2 separate regions of the Mus musculus genome follow, and region 1 is linked to region 2. The links are chromatin contacts, called in public ChIA-PET maps. All regions are on one chromosome and are shown on one strand. The core of a region is the stretch at or near the end of the contact, and the rest is flanking DNA. Distances in the headings are between cores, read along the strand shown.

Region 1 (5,914 bases), core at 2,836-5,335, 300 kb after region 2:
GAAATATCATACAATCTCAGAAAGAAAAAAAATATGCCTCCTTTATGTGCAGAATCTAGCCAATAGTAAATGTATGTGTGTAAGCAAATGTGCCCCTGGACACAGTAGAATTTGTAGAAAAGAGATCAAGAAAAGCTAAATATATGGGATGAAGGCCTGAGTGAACAGAAGGAAATTATGTGAAAGGATCTAAAGCTAGTTGTCTTCTGAGTTTTATCTCTGTTGTGCTCTGGTGGTGGGTAGATAGGTCCATAAAATCATATTCAGTAGTGAAAGCTGAAATCCAAGGAGAAGCCCCACGGTTTCTATTTCTATGGTTTCTACTGTAACTGTAGTGGTTTCTTGAGTTGTATGGTCTTTGGGTCTGGTTAATTTAACTGGGTGGGTTTTTTTCCTGCAAGCTTTTTGTTTTTGTAATAAAGTTTAAGATAAATCTTAAAATATTTTTTGAAAAGTAAGGTCAAACTATATCTCCAGGTAGGCATCTCTGTGTTCCGGTGGGAGCCACCTCAGGAAATGGTTCCCTGAGATCATGCCTTCTGAGCGACTCTGGAGAAAATCTCTCTTACAAAAAGCAATCCCCCTTTTGTACATTTCTAGCTGTTTCTACCTGCAGAGAAGTCTCACTTCCATGTTTACCTCTTCCTTTGATGGCTGTTTACAATCTGAAACGGAAGCTCCTGCCTTCCTGGAAGTCTTCCTTCCACCTGGACCTCATTTTTCTCAACTAAAGCACACGGCACTACGGCTTTCTCTGTATGATTATGCTAAGTATCAGGAAAAAAATGATTTATTTTTATACTGGGAAGTATGATTTGTATTTCAGTATTACAGTTGAATAACTTTATACTTTCTATTAATCTAAACACTACTAATGTGTCTGGGGGAAAACAACTCTGAAATGCTGTTGCTTTCAATCGAATGTCGGGATAAAGTCTGTGCTGTCTGGTGGATTGGGGAGATGGGTAAGTTTGTAGAGAAGCTGCTGCAGAAGGAAAATCTGCATTCAAATCCTCATCACTTCCAGAAAAGGCCAGCATGGTGGCACTTCACATTAACCCTAGCACTGGGCAGTGTAACAGGCTGGCATGGTGGCACTCCGTTATGAAGTAGCAACAAAATACTTTTATGGTTGATGGTTACCACAACATAAAGAGTCATACTAAGGGGCTGAGAAGCACTGATCTAAGTAATAAATGAAGCAGGAATTGGGAACAGAGTAGGTAAAATACTACATTTATGAAATCACGGAAAATGGTTAATATACCACCATCTTAAAACTTACTTTTCTATTCTATCTGATTTAGTTTTCAACCTCATGTTTCTTCTACATTTTTAGATAGACAGTAGGAGCCCTTGGGGTTGTGGAGAGATTGACACAGAGAGCTTGTGAAACCTGAAGCTCCTTTCTTAGTGTTCTTCCTCAGAGATTCACTTTCTGGGAATAAGCAACCTTCTTCCCAATTAAGCCAGTCCGAGATAGAAGAAGAAGGAGGAGGAGGAGGAGGAAGAAAAGAAGAAGGAGGAGGAGGAAGAAGAAGGAAGAAAGAAGAAGAGAAGAAGAAGAAGAAGAAGAAGAAGAAGAAGAAGAAGAAGAAGAAGAAGAAGAAGAAGAAGAAGAAGAAGAAGAAGAAGAAGAAGAAGAAGAAGAAGAAGAAGAAGAAGAAGAAAAGATGACAAGGGAGCTGTTGTCTTTAAGCTCTGTCCACAAGATTGTATGACTTATTCTTCTACAAAACTGTTGCTAGAATCAGGTTTGTCCAGCTTCCTGCCCTTGAACCATGCAAGAGACGGGAACTAGCAGGAGAGTGCAAGTCTATCCAAAGCTGGCACTGAAGGAGACAAGCAAGTCCACCTCAGACCTCTGCTCAGGGAGTTTCAAGGTACAAAGAGCTTCAGTGAGAGAGGAAAACGGAATTATAGAAAAACGAGACGTAGGAGGTCTACATACTGGGCGAGGTCTCCCTCATCCAGTGGTGAGCCTCCTTCTTTGGACAGAGCCTCACAGTGGACCTTCGTGACTTGCAGCTGGACTCCCAGACAGAAGGAAGAGCAAACCTGGAAGGCAAGGGAGGACAGGCAGACAAGAGGCAGCTGCAAATGAATCCCTGCCTCATAACTGGGGTCATTGTTTCAGGGGAAGATGGCAAGTGCTTTTTTTAAAAACTTGGAAACAATATTTTTCTTTCATAGTTATATATCTTACTGAGGTGGTTGGACTGTTATCAGGACCTAATTTTTTTTCAGTTTGTGTGTGTGTGTGTGTGTGTGTGTGTGTGTGTCTGTCTGTCTGTCTCTCTCTGTCTGTCTATCTGTCTGTCTCTCTGTCTGTCTGTCTGTCTGTCTCTCTCTCTCTCTGTGTCTGTCTGTCTGTCTCTCTCTCTCTCTCTCTGTGTGTATGTGTGTGTGTGTGTGTGTGTGTGTGTGTGTGTGCCCATTGGTGTTTTGCTGTATGTATGTCTGTGTGAGGATGTCAGGTCTCCTGGGAACAGCAGCTCAGGGCCTAATTTCTGAGATACAGGTGCTTTGAGGCATTGCTGAGTGCTGGTGTAGCTAAGAAGCTGGGGAAGCATTGTCGATGTCAGGGTGCTGCCTTCCTGAAGTGCAGTCCTGTGGCAAACTGCTTATTTTGAGCTGAGAGCAAACTGACAAGAACCAGAGAGCAGAAACACTCTCTGTATTTCATTTTGCTGAAAGTTGTAGACACATCCATCCTGATGACCAGAAATAGCAAATATTAATCTTTACAGGCATTAGGTCCTTTTTATCTGATAGCCAGACATGTACACACAAAACTTACAAGGAAAACAATTCTTACCATCCATTCTTCCCTATATTTTTACCATCCTACAATTTGCTATTCCCGGAAGTTCAGCTTCCCTATAAGCTTCTCATTGGCTGTCAGCTCTTGTACCACATTCCTTCTAACCCCACGGAGAGCTCCCTGGTGCCTGTGTGTGTTAGCAGAGCTCCTATGCATCAACTTGCTTCCTTTTCCTGCTGATCTAACACATACCCGAGCCAGCTGACCTAGTAGGACTGATACTTTGTCCCTCCCCTGTAAAGACAATTAATGTATTTTTCTTATTGATTGCATTGATTCTTTGTACAAGAGAAATCAAGATGGGAGAGACAGGGAGGATAGCTGCTACCTCCACAGAGGAGTCCAGAGTCAGTTGGGTGGCAGTATTCTCTCTCTGTCTCTCTCTGTCTGTCTCTGTCTCTCTCTCTCTCTTGTCACTTTGTCTGTCTGTCTGTCACTCTCTGTCTCTGTGTGTGTATATCTCTGTCTCTCTCTGTGTCTCTCTGTGTCTCTCTGTCTCTGTGTGTGTATGTCTCTGTCTCTCTCTGTCTCTGTCTCTCTGTCTCTCCCTCTTGTCTCTTTGTCTCTCTGTCTGTCTGTCTCTCTCTCTATCTCTGTGTGTGTCTCTGTCTCTGTCTCTCTGTCTATCTCTGTCTCTGTGTGTATGTCTCTGTCTCTGTGTCTGTCTCTCTCTGTCTGTCTCTCGGTCTCGCTCTCTCTCTCTCTCTCTCTCTCTGTGTGTGTGTGTGTGTGTGTGTGTGTGTGTGTGTGTGTGTGTGTGTGTGTCTCATCTTTAGTTTTCAACAAGCAGTCCTCAGAACACAGGGCTCTCAGCAGATGTGGATGATAGTCACCCACAGAAGGGATGTCTCCAGGAAGAGAGACATGCTTTCTTGCCTTTCTGCTCTCAGTTGGTCCACCCTGGCCCCATCTCCCTGTGTGTGAAGGGATTTACGGTGTTTGCAGGAAGCTGCAGACCAGTTCTAACATCCATTTTCATATCCTCTCCCCAGTATTCCAGCATCAGTGGGGACAGGCTCATCCACCGAGGTCCATGTTTGTACCAACCGTTTCCCGGCTGAGTTTTGCCTGCTCAGCCTGCGATACGCATAGCCATCCACCTCCTCCTCCTCCCACTCACTGAACTGCACCTCGCATGTAGCTTTAGGACTTACTCAAGCAACACTACTTCAGTTTCCTGTCCAAACTTAGCGTCAAGTTGGATGCACCTCAGTGGTAACAGAAGCTCTGCTTTGAACTGTTTATGCCTAGAACTTTCCGTTCGATCCTTTCAGAGCACAGTTTACTGAAACAACAGGAAGTCAGCCACCCATCCTTAGCTACTGCACCATCTCTGGCTGTGCTCCCCAAACCATGGAGGAGACGTAAGGTTGAAGGTAATATAATCTTAACATGGTGGCTCCAACAAGCTTTATCTGTGTAACAGAAGAAATCTGACCATATGTATTTGCTGTGTTGGGCCCATACCTCCACAGCACGATTAGTGTCTGTGAGTCTCAGCCTTTTCTCCGTATAGACATAAACTATGTGCATATTGCATTACCTCAGGACCACAAAGCAAATGCTGCCATTCAAGTTATCAAGTTTGTATTCTGAGTAGAAAAAAGGAGGACTAGCAATCCTAGTTACGTTCTGTGAGCTAGATGCAATGCCCAGTGACTATCTCTTGTCTGTAGGTGGCTATGAGGTGAGATCTGGGTAAGCCAAACATAGTTTCTGATGTACAAACCGAACTGGGTAAGTACGTGAACACTTAGTGCAATGCGAAGGAATTTCAGAATCTGGAAATGAACCCGTGAGTGGCGGTCGACATGAGAATACAGCACAGTCTGGTTGGGATTCACTGGGTTCCTGCTGGTGGTGATTCCCCAGGACCATAGACCATGTGCCTGGGTACCTGCTGTCCTGTGGTTTGCTTTCAAACTTCCTGGGTTCCTGTCCAGAAAAGTCCAATTGGTTTGAAGAAGCAGGGGTACAGGAAGCTGTGGTTCATTTGGTTTCCTGTTACCCCACAAACAGCCTACAGGTCTGCTGTCACAGCTTCTTCTCGGTGTCCAGCCTGAGGTCTCCAGGGTTTCCCTCCTCCATCCCTTTGGGGAGAGACTTTGGCTGTGTTGGCTTTGGTAACTCAGACAGTTGCCTGTGGAAAGGACTTGGCTTTCCTGGAAAGAGCTGTCCCCCTTCCTGCTCTGCTGCCACCCCCACCCCATCCCCAACTTATCCCCCACCCCACCTCATCCCCACCCCACCCCACTCCCACCCTTATCCCTTACCCGCCCACACACCTTTCCCCCACCCTCGCCCCTACCCCATTCCCATCTGCACAACTCAGTTCTCAGTGGGCAAAGATTCTGAAGCAGCCAGAGCGGAGGGAGGAGCAGAGAAGAGGGGCTTCAGCCTCGACCTTTGTCCTGATTGCTTCTCACAGTACCTGGGATTTAATCACAGGTTTGAGCAGGCAAAAAGACCTGCTCACCATACTGTCACATTCCCAGGCTAGCCCTAACTGAGCAGAGTTAGGAGTAAGAAGACTCTCTTACTGTGTCAAAATTGCCAGGCTCTTTGGATTTCCAGAGGCAGCCAAGAAAGCGAAGGAAGCTCTCCTTTTACCTGTGTTTGCATCCTCTGCCCAGTTGGAACAGAACGCCACTTCACATAGGAGCAAATCTTCCAAGCTGACTTCTAGAGAGGCGCCGTGAAACCCCACACACTTTAGCTTACAGTCCGAGAACAGAAATGGGAAATCGCTCCACGTCTCCAAGCCTGGAGAACTGGCCCGTATGCGGTTGTTTTGTAACACTCCCGATGCCCTGAATAGGTTATCTACCGCTCAGGAGTGAATTGACCACGAGATACCACAGGGGACGGGAGAAGGGCACCTCCGGGCCTTTTAGCTTATCCCTGACCCCAAGAAGAGCCTGGCCAGCGTCACATAAAGGACCCTTTGGTTATACAGCGAACAGAACTGTACCATTTAGAGAGTACTGTGCATTCACTGTAAAAATGTTTTATAGAAAGAAAAGAGTGCCAAAAAATATTAAAAAGTCATCCATCTGCAGTCGCCTCCAGCCCTGACAGAGGCCATCACCC
Region 2 (6,039 bases), core at 3,526-6,025:
TTTGTGACTATTGAGAAGGGTGTTGTTTCCCTAATTTCTTTCTCAGCCTGTTTATTCTTTGTATAGAGAAAGGCCATTGACTTGTTTGAGTTTATTTTATATCCAGCTACTTCACCGAAGCTGTTTATCAGGTTTAGGAGTTCTCTGGTAGAATTTTTAGGGTCACTTATATATACTATCATATCATCTGCAAAAAGTGATATTTTGACTTCCTCTTTTCCAATTTGTATCCCCTTGATCTCCTTTTGTTGTCGAATTGCTCTGGCTAATACTTCAAGTACTATGTTGAAAAGGTAGGGAGAAAGTGGGCAGCCTTGTCTAGTCCCTGATTTTAGTGGGATTGCTTCCAGCTTCTCTCCATTTACTTTGATGTTGGCTACTGGTTTGCTGTAGATTGCTTTTATCATGTTTAGGTATGGGCCTTGAATTCCTGATCTTTCCAAAACTTTTATCATGAATGGGTGTTGGATCTTGTCAAATGCTTTTTCTGCATCTAAGGAGATGATCATGTGGTTTTTGTCTTTGAGTTTGTTTATATAATGGATTACATTGATGGATTTTCGTATATTAAACCATCCCTGCATCCCTGGAATAAAACCTACTTGGTCAGGATGGATGATTGCTTTAATGTGTTCTTGGATTCGGTTAGCGAGAATTTTATTGAGGATTTTTGCATCGATATTCATAAGAGAAATTGGTCTGAAGTTCTCTATCTTTGTTGGATCTTTCTGTGGTTTAGGTATCAGAGTAATAGTGGCTTCATAAAATGAGTTGGGTAGAGTACCTTCTACTTCTATTTTGTGAAATAGTTTGTGCAGAATTGGAATTAGATCTTCTTTGAAGGTCTGATAGAACTCTGCACTAAACCCATCTGGTCCTGGGCTTTTTTTGGTTGGGAGACTATTAATAACTGCTTCTATTTCTTTAGGTGATATGGGACTGTTTAGATGGTCAACTTGATCCTGATTCAACTTTGGTACCTGGTATCTGTCCAGAAATTTGTTCATTTCGTCCAGGTTTTCCAGTTTTGTTGAGTATAGCCTTTTGTAGAAGGATCTGATGGTGTTTTGGATTTCGTCAGGATCTGTTGTTATGTCTCCCTTTTCATTTCTGATTTTGTTAATTAGGATTTTGTCCCTGTGCCCTTTAGTGAGTCTAGCTAAGGGTTTATCTATCTTGTTGATTTTCTCAAAGAACCAACTCCTCGTTTGGTTAATTCTTTGAATAGTTCTTTTTGTTTCCACTTGGTTGATTTCACCCCTGAGTTTGATTATTTCCTGCCGTCTACTCCTCTTGGGTGAATTTGCTTCCTTTTTTTCTAGGGCTTTTAGATGTGTTGTCAGGCTGCTAGTATGTGCTGTCTCCCGTTTCTTCTTGGAGGCACTCAGAGCTATGAGTTTCCCTCTTAGAAATGCTTTCATTGTGTCCCATAGGTTTGGGTACGTTGTGGCTTCATTTTCATTAAACTCTAAAAAGTCTTTAATTTCTTTCTTTATTCCTTCCTTGACCAAGGTATCATTGAGAAGAGTGTTATTCAGTTTCCACGTGAATGTTGGCTTTCCATTATTTATGTTGTTATTGAAGATCAGTCTTAGGCCATGGTGGTCTGATAGGATACATGGGACAATTTCAATATTTTTGTATCTATTGAGGCCTGTTTTGTGACCAATTATATGGTCAATTTTGGAGAAGGTCCCGTGAGGTGCTGAGAAGAAGGTATATCCTTTTGTTTTAGGATAAAATGTTCTGTAGATATCTGTCAGGTCCATTTGTTTCATAACTTCTGTTAGTTTCACTGTGTCCCTGTTTAGTTTCTGTTTCCACGATCTGTCCTTTGAAGAAAGTGGTGTGTTGAAGTCTCCCACTATTATTGTGTGAGGTGCAATGTATGCTTTGAGCTTTACTAAAGTGTCTCTGATGAATGTGGCTGCCCTTGCATTTGGTGCGTAGATATTCAGAATTGAGAGTTCCTGTTGGAGGATTTTACCTTTGATGAGTATGAAGTGTCCCTCCTTGTCTTTTTTGATAACTTTGGGTTGGAAGTCGATTTTATCCGATATTAAAATGGCTACTCCAGCTTGTTTCTTCAGTCCATTTGCTTGGAAAATTGTTTTCCAGCCTTTCACTCTGAGGTAGTGTCTGTCTTTTTCCCTGAGATGGGTTTCCTGTAAGCAGCAGAATGTTGGGTCCTGTTTGTGTAGCCAGTCTGTTAGTCTATGTCTTTTTATTGGGGAATTGAGACCATTGATATTAAGAGATATTAAGGAAAAGTAATTGTTGCTCCCTTTTATTTTTGTTGTTAGAGTTGGCATTCTGTTCTTGTGGCTGTCTTCTTTTTGGTTTGTTGAGGGATTACTTTCTTGGTTGTTCTAGGGCGTGATTTCCGTCCTTGTATTGCTTCTTTTCTGTTATTATCCTTTGAAGGGCTGGATTTGTGGAAAGATATTGTGTGAATTTGGTTTTGTCATGGAATACTTTGGTTTCTCCATCTATGGTAATTGAGAGTTTGGCCGGGTATAGTAGCCTGGGCTGGCATTTGTGTTCTCTTAGTGTCTGTATAACATCTGTCCAGGCTCTTCTGGCTTTCATAGTCTCTGGTGAAAAGTCTGGTGTTATTCTGATAGGCCTTCCTTTATATGTTACTTGACCTTTCTCCCTTACTGCTTTTAATATTCTATCTTTATTTAGTGCATTTGTTGTTCTGATTATTATGTGTCGGGAGGAATTTCTTTTCTGGTCCAGTCTATTTGGAGTTCTGTAGGCTTCTTGTATGATCATGGGCATCTCTTTTTTTATGTTTGGGAAGTTTTCTTCTATTATTTTGTTGAAGATATTAGCTGGCCCTTTAAGTTGAAAATCTTCATTCTCATCAATTCCTATTATCCGTAGGTTTGGTCTTCTCATTGTGTCCTGGATTACCTGGATGTTTTGAGTTAGGATCCTTTTGCATTTTGTATTTTCTTTGACTGTTGTGTCGATGTTCTCTATGGAATCTTCTGCACCTGAGATTCTCTCTTCCATTTCTTGTATTCTGTTGCTGATGCTCGCATCTATGGTTCCAGATCTCTTTCCTAGGGTTTCTATCTCCAGCGTTGCCTCGCTTTGGGTTTTCTTTATTGTGTCTACTTCCCCTTTTAGTTCTAGTATGGTTTTGTTCATTTCCATCACCTGTTTGGATGTGTTTTCCTGTTTTTCTTTAATGATTTCTACCTGTTTGGCTGTGTTTTCCTGCTTTTCTTTAAGGGCCTGTAACTCTTTAGCAGTGCTCTCCTGTAATTCTTTAAGTGACTTATGAAAGTCCTTCTTGATGTCCTCTATCATCATCATGAGAAATGTTTTTAAATCTGGATCTAGATTTTCGGTTGTGTTGGGGTGCCCAGGACTAGGTGGGGTGGGAGTGCTGCGTTCTGATGATGGTGAGTGGTCTTGATTTCTGTTAGTAGGATTCTTACGTTTGCCTTTCGCCATCTGGTAATCTCTGAAGCTAGCTGTTTTAGTTGTCACTGTTAAGAGCTTGTTCTTCAGGTGACTCTGTTAGCCTCTATGAGCAGACCTGGAGGGTAGCACTCTCCTTAGTTTCAGTGGGCAGAGTATTCTCTGCAGGCAAGCTCTCTTCTTGCAAGGCAGGTACCCAGATATCTGGTGTTCGAACCAGACTCCTGGCAGAAGTTGTGTTCCACTCACTAGAGGTCTTAGGATCACGTGTGGAATCCTGTGTGGGCCCTTGCGACTCAGCTGGCAAGGTAGCCCGGGGCTCGAGTCGAGTGGAAGGGACTTGTGCCCCAGATCAGGCCCGGGTAGCCTGCTTCCCTATGTACCGCAGTCTCAAGTTCCGCGCGATTGGATTGGGGCAGGCGCTGTGTTCCACTCGCCAGAGGTCTTAGGGTCCCGTGGGGAGTCCCGTGTGGGCCCTTGCGGGCGTTGGGCAAGACTCTGCTGGCAAGGAAGCCCGGGGCTCGAGTCTCGAGTCGAGCGGAAGGGACTTGTGCCCCAGATCAAGCCAGGGTAGCCTGCTTCCCTATGTACCGCAGTCTCAAGTTCCGCGCGATTGGATTGGGGCAGGCGCTGTGTTCCACTCGCCAGAGGTCTTAGGGTCCCGTGGGGAGTCCCGTGTGGGCCCTTGCGGGTGTTGGGCAAGACTCTGCTGGCAAGGAAGCCCGGGGCTCGAGTCGAGCGGAAGGGACTTGTGCCCCAGATCAGGCCCGGGTCGGCATAAAGTTTTTAAAACTAATCTATTATATCCATGCATATGGAGAAAGCATTTTTGTGCCAGTGGTACACAGAACACGGCAATTTCAAAAGCAAAATTCAATTAACAGTAGTGCACTGATGAGACTGACAGATGACTGTCAGGAAAGAGCAGCTGATAAGGATCCTAGTGAGGGTAGTGGGGGGTGGGGAGGGGCTAGCAATGAGCTGCGCACTGGGGAGGAGTGTGATGTCCAGCAATGCTGTCAGCAGGGCTGTCCCCAGATGTCCACTATCTTCACTGGCAAAGCAGGAAACTTCGGTTAGAGGATGAGGGTTTCTGAAGGGAGGGAGAGAGGAGGAAGCAGAGGGCGGGTGCTGGGTCATTATCAGCATCTCTGCTTCTCTTACTAGTCTGTATACAGGGCTTGATTCTAAGGTACTTCTTCCTTTACTTTTTTCTTTCTTTTTTTTTTTCCTGCTCCATATCTTACAGTTCCAACCACAGAGCCACCAGAGGGCATAGGCTCGTGGTTGTTTATTTAGGTTTATGATACGGTTCTTCTTTCACAAGCCCCGAGGAAAAGCTCTGAGATACGAGCAGTGCATAAGCAGGATGTTGAGGTCTGGTACTTCCGGAACAGTGAGATACATCATTTCCTAACCACAGGTTTACAAACATGCAGGGCTTTGTGCAACCAGGAAAGCAAATGAGCTGCTTCCAGGGTCTCTCATTTACCGTTCTTCCTGTTGTATCCTTACTTCCTCAACATCTGCATTTTCTAACACACCAGGGTGAAGCCTGCAGCGTAACCCTCTATGTTTGCCTGCTGCAGGGGCCATGGTTTAAGTCACTATTGATGTCCTCTTCAGAAAAGACACACCCTTTCATATGAAATGCAAAGCCCTGTATAGCCTGTCCCAACTGCCTTCCTAGCTCTCAATGCTTTTTCTATAGATATTTGTTGTTGTTGTTGTTGTTTCATATTTGTATGTTGGCACTTGTACCCTCCTCCCTGGACTTCATTATTGTAGTACAGCTCTATTGTTTCAATGTTGTTATAGACAATAGTTATCTCCAACTGGACAAGAGGAGATGTACTGGAAAACATCTTCAGTACACAGGCAGCAGATGTTATCCCATGAATCATTCAAGGCCAATGGGAACACTAGGAAAAGTTCTTGGCTGTGCCTCTCTCAGTTAGTTCAGTCTCGGTCACTATCTGTTGTTAAGTCCTATTTATACCCTGCAAACATCGTGTGTCCTCCTTGGGTCTTCTCTCAGCATGTGATTCTGTCTCAGCTGACATTATGCCCCCAATCAGCCTGCATCCACAGAAGGGGCAGGAAACTGTATCACACCACCAGAAGTTTTTTGGTGCTTTTCTTTCTCTGGAGTCCCAACAAATGGAGTTCAACTGCGCTATATAAGGCAAACCCTAGCAACAGATCCTTTCAATGTGCCATTGTTTGGGGCTGTAAGTTTTATATATCAGTTTCCATATACCACATCATTTTTGTTTTAATATTTATCTATTTTTGCTTCAAAAAACAATATTGGTTTGTTTTTTCATCAAACTTGTCTTACCTTCTTTCCTTTCTTCTTTTATTCCTTTCATCTCCCTCCCTCCCTCCCCCTCTCTCCCTTCTTTCCTTCCTTCTATTTATTGAAACAAGATTTCATGTAGCCCACAATGGCCTAAAATTTGCTATAAAACCCAAGATGACCTTGAACTCCTGATTCTTCTATCTCCAACTGCAATAGAATTATAGACTTTACTTAATATTTTTAATACCTACTGCAGTAGCCCCATTTCTTCTGCTTAATGAAATCATTGACCTACTGCTTTT

Evidence for each region. ChIA-PET counts read pairs in DNA pulled down with a chosen protein or histone mark.
Region 1: a contact with region 2 is called in an RNA polymerase II ChIA-PET map of memory CD8 T cells, with 15 read pairs. The contact joins two enhancer-like sites. A contact is called at or near these places in 2 of 39 promoter capture datasets (cranial neural crest and pre-B cells), 1 of 115 datasets of contacts at active chromatin or transcription factors (memory CD8 T cells) and 1 of 9 other capture datasets (liver).

What each region holds. Positions count from the first base shown.
Region 1 is chr3:37,148,451-37,154,364 of GRCm38.p6, forward strand. No RefSeq gene overlaps it. Among named protein-coding and RNA genes, the nearest start is that of Il2, 25 kb to the left of the region's middle. Within about 2 kb of position 4,086, at least 35 of the 459 cell types and tissues checked have an H3K27ac peak or open chromatin away from gene starts, as enhancers often do. A contact at or near this core is called in memory CD8 T cells, where this site is marked.
Region 2 is chr3:36,849,431-36,855,469 of GRCm38.p6, forward strand. No RefSeq gene overlaps it. Among named protein-coding and RNA genes, the nearest start is that of 4932438A13Rik, 11 kb to the right of the region's middle. Within about 2 kb of position 4,776, at least 120 of the 459 cell types and tissues checked have an H3K27ac peak or open chromatin away from gene starts, as enhancers often do. A contact at or near this core is called in memory CD8 T cells, where this site is marked.